Linked DNA regions of Mus musculus: region 1 is linked to region 2. A link is a contact called in public ChIA-PET data. All regions are on one chromosome and are shown on one strand. Each heading gives the region's core, a stretch centred on a gene start, on an enhancer-like site or on the middle of the called end of the contact. The rest is flanking DNA. Distances are from core to core; before and after follow the strand shown. Region 1 overlaps Ryr1 (ryanodine receptor 1, skeletal muscle). Region 2 has its middle 16 kb from the start of Fbxo27.

Region 1 (3,180 bases), core at 128-2,627, 350 kb after region 2:
CATGAACACGCAAGGCCTACTGACCTGGGGCATCTCCCACTGGGCACGGTTGGTCTCTGAGATCTCAAAATAGATCCGTTCTATGCGACGCGATGCGCCCATGATTTCGATGCGGCCCAGGTAAGGCCGGAAGTACTCCAGGATGCTCTCAGCCAGCTCCAGGAAGTTGCGCAGGCGCGGGTCGTGGGGCACATGCTCTGACAGGTTGGTAAGCAGCACCGCCACGTTGAAGCCAATGTCCCGTGCTGGTTCCTGGAAGCGGTTCGCAAACTCTTCGCAGTTGATCATCTCATTCTCATCTGCTTCGGAACACGAGAGCAGGAACTGGATCTCTGGGCCAGTGAACTGCTTCTGGCTGTCCATGGCCTGTGGAGGTGGGTGGGAGAGGTGAGAGAGAGGGGGAGGGAAAGGAAGAGGGGGAGCAGGGAAGGAAAAGGGGAGGGAGGGGGGATGAGGGGGAGGAGAGAGAGGGAGTGAATTCAAGGGCCTCAGCATCAGTAACAACTACTTGCAAAAGTTTGGGTGTACTGTTCTAATCCCAGCACCTGAGAAGCAGAGGCAGCGATCTCTGTGAGTTGTTCGAGGCCAGCCGGGTTCAGGGCCAGTCTCCATGAGAGTTCCAGGCCAGCCTGGTCTACATAGTGAGTTCCAGGACAGCCAGGATGACATAGTAAGACTTTGTTTCAAGAACAATCACAACAACAACAACAACACAATAAAATCCCACAAAATAAGACAAAAGGCTCCGTTGGTCGGATGCTTGCCTCAGATGCCAGATGCGTGATGGGTTTGCAGTGCTGTATAAACAGGTGTGGAGGTCCGTGCCTCTGATCCCAAAACAGAAACGTAAAAGGCCGCCATGCTCTTGGTAAAATAATGGTATTTGTTTTGTTTTATTGTTGGTGTTGGTTTTTCCAGATAGGATTACTCTGTGTAGCCCTGGCTGCCCTGGAACTTGCTTTGTAGACCAGGCTGGCCTCAAACTCATAGAAATCCGCCTGTCTCTGCCTCTTAGTTACTGGGATTAAAGGCGTGCGCCACCGCTCCCAGGTAATAATGGTGAGTTTTTTTAAATTAAAAAATAATTTTGATCCTGCTTTTTTGAGACAGGGTTTATGTAGCCTTGGCTGCCTGGGAACCCATTATTGTAGACCAGGCCTGCATCTAACTACAGACCTGCCTCTGCCCCCTGAGTGCTGGGATCAAAGGCATTTGCCACAATGTTAGCTTCTTGTTGTTTGTTATCTTTTGTCTTGTCTTGTTTCCTTTCTTTTGCTTTTTTTTTTTTTTTTTTAAGACAAAGTGTCATGTAGGCCAGGCTGGCCTGAAACTCACTACATAGCCAAAGCTGACCTTAAATTCCAATCTTCCTGCCTCAGCCTTCTGAGTGCTGGGATTACACGCATGCAGCACCATGCCCAGTTTAGGCAATTCTGGGACCAAACCCAGGGCAAAACAAAACAAAGACAAAAAAACCACCAAAAACCAAAACAAAATTTCAAGAGGCAATTCAATTCTGACTTTAGCTATGCAACAGTCCTCAGCCTTCTGTTTATACTGAAAGATGCTGGTCATATTTTACTAGGTGGGCTTCCAGCTTGACTTACAGATGGGCTGCAGAATGCAGACAGAGAGATGCAGCTCTGGGGTATAAACAGAAGCGAAATTTCCTGGCTCCGGGCTGTCCTTTGTGAAAAGCCAAGGGCTTTGCAAAATGCTTTCTAAATGAGTAACAGGCTTTGCAAATCATGAAAGGCTCTAAAACCACAGAGCAAGGGGACTCAGTCACACAGGAACTTCTCATCATGCACCCTGCCGCATCCTCCGTCCCGTGATGAGTGGCACCTGCCTCACACAGGGCCCCAGGGATCATCATACACATGTGCCTTCTTTTGTAACACCTTCTCTGGCCACTGTTAGTCAACCTGCTTCGCAGGAGTCACCTTCACATCCAGACCTGGAACGGCTGGAGTGGGGTGGGGTGGGCGGGTCTGAGAGCTGCATCTTTTTTTGCTTTCCACCTCCCATGAGATAACACTGGGATCTCAGGCTCCAATGTCACGGTGCACATATGATTGCCAGGTGTCCCATCTGGGCTCTGACCACATTCCAGAATCTTGACCCATGTGACATTTGATACATTTTGTCTTTACTATGTATGTAGCCTCGGCTAGCCTGCAACTTTTTATCCAGGCTGGCCCTGGATTCTTGACAACCCTCTTGTTTCTACCTCCAGAGTGCTGGGATTACAGGCATGGAGGATCACATTTGAATCCAGAAGTGAACTTTAGAAGGCAAACTGCCCCAGCTCCCCAGCCTTATGCATTTCAAAAGTGGCAGCCCCCATCCACCCAACATGCCTAAGTTAAAATCTCTGAGTCATATCTGCTTGCTGTCTCTTGTCTTATTGCCCACATCAGATTCCTCAGCAGAACTCTCAGCTCTGCTTTCAGAACAGATGCAGGGCCCATTCGTGTCTTCTCTCTCCCTGTGGTCCCGCGTCCTCTGTCTCCCACCATCACAGGGGACTCCCCGAGGCACCCCTATCTCTACGCAAAGTGGGAGGGACTCTGAAAAAACCTGCTCCAGGTCTGAGCCCTCTGCTCAGAACCTCCCTTGACTGCGTACCATACACATTAAATGCCAAAGCCCACTCGCTGTCCCTAGGCCCCGCCATCTGCCCCCAGGTCCTGCCAGCCACCCCGAGGCCCCACCAGCCTGCCACTCCCCTCCGAGACTCTGCCTCTTCCTTTCCCCCCGGGCCACCTCTGTAACCTCACTGCGTTTCTGCCTGCCTGCCTGCCCATTTTCCAGTCTTTACTTGCTGTCCGTTTGCCAGGGACACTACTCTCTCGTCCACCTTCATGTGGCGCTCCTCAAATCTCAACATCAGCATCTCCTCCCCAACAAGGGCCTTTCCCAGCCACCCCATTCACAGGCTGTGTTTAGCTTATTTGATTTGAGTAGGGTGTCGCTATTTTGCTCACTGGCATGCTCTCATGATTAAGGGAGTGGCTGACACCCAGTAGGGGCCTCATTCAAGGCTATGGTTTGGAAATGTCCCCCAGAGGTCATGGTGTTAATGATCTGACCTATAGGTGGCACTATTGGAAGTTGTTGTGGCCGTTTAGTGGGTGGGACCTAGTGAAAGGGCTTTAGGCCACTGGTGGAATACTTAAA
Region 2 (3,011 bases), core at 413-2,912:
GGATGGGGGATAAGGGGTAGGACATATGGGGGTGAGAGGGTGGAGGGACCAAGACAGAGTTCCAGAGAGCCATAGCAAGGTAATGTAAGACCCCCGAAACTGGGAAGACCTAGGCTCAAGTCCCGGGATGAGCTGCCAGGCAGCTCAAATACTCGAGAGAAAACCACACCTGATGCAAATTGCAAGAGGCTTTATTGTCAGCTAGCTGAGGATGAAGTCCATGCGCTGCACAGGGCAGGGGAGTTCGACCCCTAGCGGTCACAATAGGGAGCTTTTAAAGGAAAAGTGAGGAATTGGGAGGAGTTGGGAAGAGTTTGGCTACGGCTCTTCTCTGGCCGGTGTCCTTGGTAAAATTACAAGGCATGAGGAGTAGGGAGTGAGTTGTAGCTCTTCTTTTGTGGAATTTATCTCCGTGTCCTTGGCACAGGGAGCTAAGCAAGCGCCTGGCTAGGTCTTTTTACAATTATCGCATCTCTGGTTGTAAGGTATAAAAACAAAAAGGCTTTTTGCTGGCTATAAAGAACAAAGAGCTTCTTTCTGGCTGTATTTTTAGAGATCAGGGAATACAAGCTTGGGGACCGTTCAGGGGCTGGAGAAACACTTTAAGTCGGGGCCTCACAGTAACAACTCAGGTTACCCGAGCAGTCCAGTAGGGAACATCACAAAAGTGGATTGCTGTTTCTGACTTTTTGTTTGGTGTTTTAAGGAAGGGTTGTGAGGGGCTGAAGAGATGGCTCAGCGGTTAAGAGCATTGGATGCTCTTCCAAAGGACCCGGGTTCAGTTCCCAGCATCCACATGGCAGCCCACAACTGTCTGTAACTTCAATTCCAGGGGAATCTGACACCCTCACAGAGACAGACAGACAGACAGACAGACAAAACATATCTAGATAAGAGTGTGGAAGAGGAAGAGGGACCAAGTGAATGCCAAGCTGCTCACAGTAGGTTGCCTTGTCTCTATTGTTTTTAGGAAGTCAATGTCCTCAGCTACAACAGTCCAAGGTGAGGTCTCAGGGTGCCATCCTGACTGACTGGTCTCAGGGCCGATCTAATTCCTAGTCGCTACCACTAGGGCCGGCAGAGGGGAGCCAGCAAGGGTGCTGTTGACAGAGACCGAGATAGTCTAGCAACAGATTGCAGAGATAGTTTAGCAACTTGGGGATACGCCACCCCCACCCTGTGCACACCTTCACACAATCCCTTCCTGGCAAAGTCCGACCCAATTCTTCCCCAGCAACTCTTGTGTGACTAATTTGCAACCAATCAGATCTAGTACTAGAGAGCATGAGCCCAGGCAGCCTGAATCAGTTCTAGGTCCATGTATATACTAGGAGAGAAGAGCCTCTACTGATCAGCTCCTGCCTAGACATGACTCATCATGCATACGACCAAAATTATAAGACCTACAATCCGCACCTGGAAAAAAGGCAGGCGTCCTGAGGCAAGAAAAACAAACAAACAAACAAACAAACAAAAACATATTTTTAAACCCCCACCCATGCTACACCCCTAGCAAGCCACACCTCTACAGGTCCCACTAGAGAATTTCTAGATTAAAATCTTTTGCAGCCTGCAATCTTTTCTACATTCTTCACTTCCTTAAACAGGAAACGGAGAACAAAGGCGGTAACTCTTGTAAATGATCTAAACTAGTGTCCGTAACCCAGGTGAGTGGGAGGGGCTGAGCTGGGAGGTGGGCCAAGCGGTTATGGAAACACCGCTTGCTCACCACCTGACACTGCGGGTTCAGCCCTTAATCCCTACTTGTATTCCGTTTACATTTGTTCCCAACATAGGCATATAGAAAGTGAGGAATTCAGCTGGCCAATGTGGCCTTTAATCCCAGCACCGAGGAGGCAGAGGCAGGCAGAACTCTGCAAGTTCAAGGCTAGCCTGGTCTACAGAGTCAATTCCAAGACAGCGAGAACCTCTCCCCACCCCCACCCCCACCCCCAAAAGTGGGGACTTGTTCTGTTCTGGCAGGAATAAATGTATTCTAATGAGACCCTTGCGTCTCTCAGTCTGTCAGACCATTAAAAAACACTGGATCCCAGAGAAATGAACATTTCCTCAGGAGTCTCCTTCTGCAAGAAGGGAAAAGCCCTAGGCAGAGCGGAGCCTTGTCTCCATGGAGAGATTCCACCCCCTTCCAGGAAGAGCCTGAAGCACAGGCAAGGCCGTGTCAGCCCCAGCTGCGCCACACCTTGACGAAGACTGCTCAAAAGCGCAGATCTCTGGCCTCTGTTTAAATTTTAATCTCGCTTCAGGGGCCCCAAAACAGTTTCCCTGGGTCACTTGTCCTTCTCCCAAATGTGGCCACACTGAATAAATCTCCTTTTTCGGCTTTATATTAAGAAAAAGGCAGTGGTGGCGCACGCCTTTAATCCCAGCACTTGGGAGGCAGAGACAGGCGGATTTCTGAGTTCGAGGCCAGCCTGGTCTACAAAGTGAGTTCCAGGACAGTCAGGGCTATACAGAGAAACCCTGTCTCAAAAAACAAAAAAACAAAAACAAAAAAGAAAAGAAAAGAAAAATAATAGAACTTGTTAGGAAGAGGACCGAGGGACAGGGTCCCAAGGACCTGTCGTGGAGTACCAATCCGAGAAGACTGCTTGAGCATGCGTTTAAGCCAATAGAAAATCTTTATTAATGGTCTGGTGACTGCGATGGGTGCTCAGGGTCCCAGTGTGGCCCCAAGTCTTTCTCGAGGTAACCTTTTAAGTACAAAACCCATATCCTGGGTTGATCCGCTTCCGTTAACAACAACAGTTAACCAGAAACAGAATTATTTTTTTAAGTTGCAAATAAAAAAAAAATCATCACACACTGAAATTAACCATACCCAAATCTTTAAAAACTGTTTTCGTTCTAAGAAACACTGAGGACATATTATTTCAGCAACACATATCTGTCAATTATATTATAAAACTTTACTATTTTGCCTCAACTGCTTTCAGTCTTGTTTTCATTTGGTCTCTTTTGAGACCGAGTCTCCTGTGCAGCCTTGGCCT

Evidence for each region. ChIA-PET counts read pairs in DNA pulled down with a chosen protein or histone mark.
Region 1: an RNA polymerase II ChIA-PET map of memory CD8 T cells shows a contact between it and region 2, with 5 read pairs. The contact joins two enhancer-like sites. A contact is called at or near these places in 2 of 115 datasets of contacts at active chromatin or transcription factors (bone marrow-derived macrophages and memory CD8 T cells).

The regions. Positions count from the first base shown.
Region 1 is chr7:29,023,979-29,027,158 of GRCm38.p6, forward strand. Ryr1 (ryanodine receptor 1, skeletal muscle) reads right to left here. Exons shown (of 106, transcript NM_009109.2): 90 at 25-366. Among named protein-coding and RNA genes, the nearest start is that of Gm38979, 4.0 kb to the right of the region's middle. Within about 2 kb of position 1,378, at least 70 of the 459 cell types and tissues checked have an H3K27ac peak or open chromatin away from gene starts, as enhancers often do. A contact at or near this core is called in memory CD8 T cells, where this site is marked.
Region 2 is chr7:28,675,674-28,678,684 of GRCm38.p6, forward strand. No RefSeq gene overlaps it. Among named protein-coding and RNA genes, the nearest start is that of Fbxo27, 16 kb to the right of the region's middle. Within about 2 kb of position 1,663, at least 44 of the 459 cell types and tissues checked have an H3K27ac peak or open chromatin away from gene starts, as enhancers often do. A contact at or near this core is called in memory CD8 T cells, where this site is marked.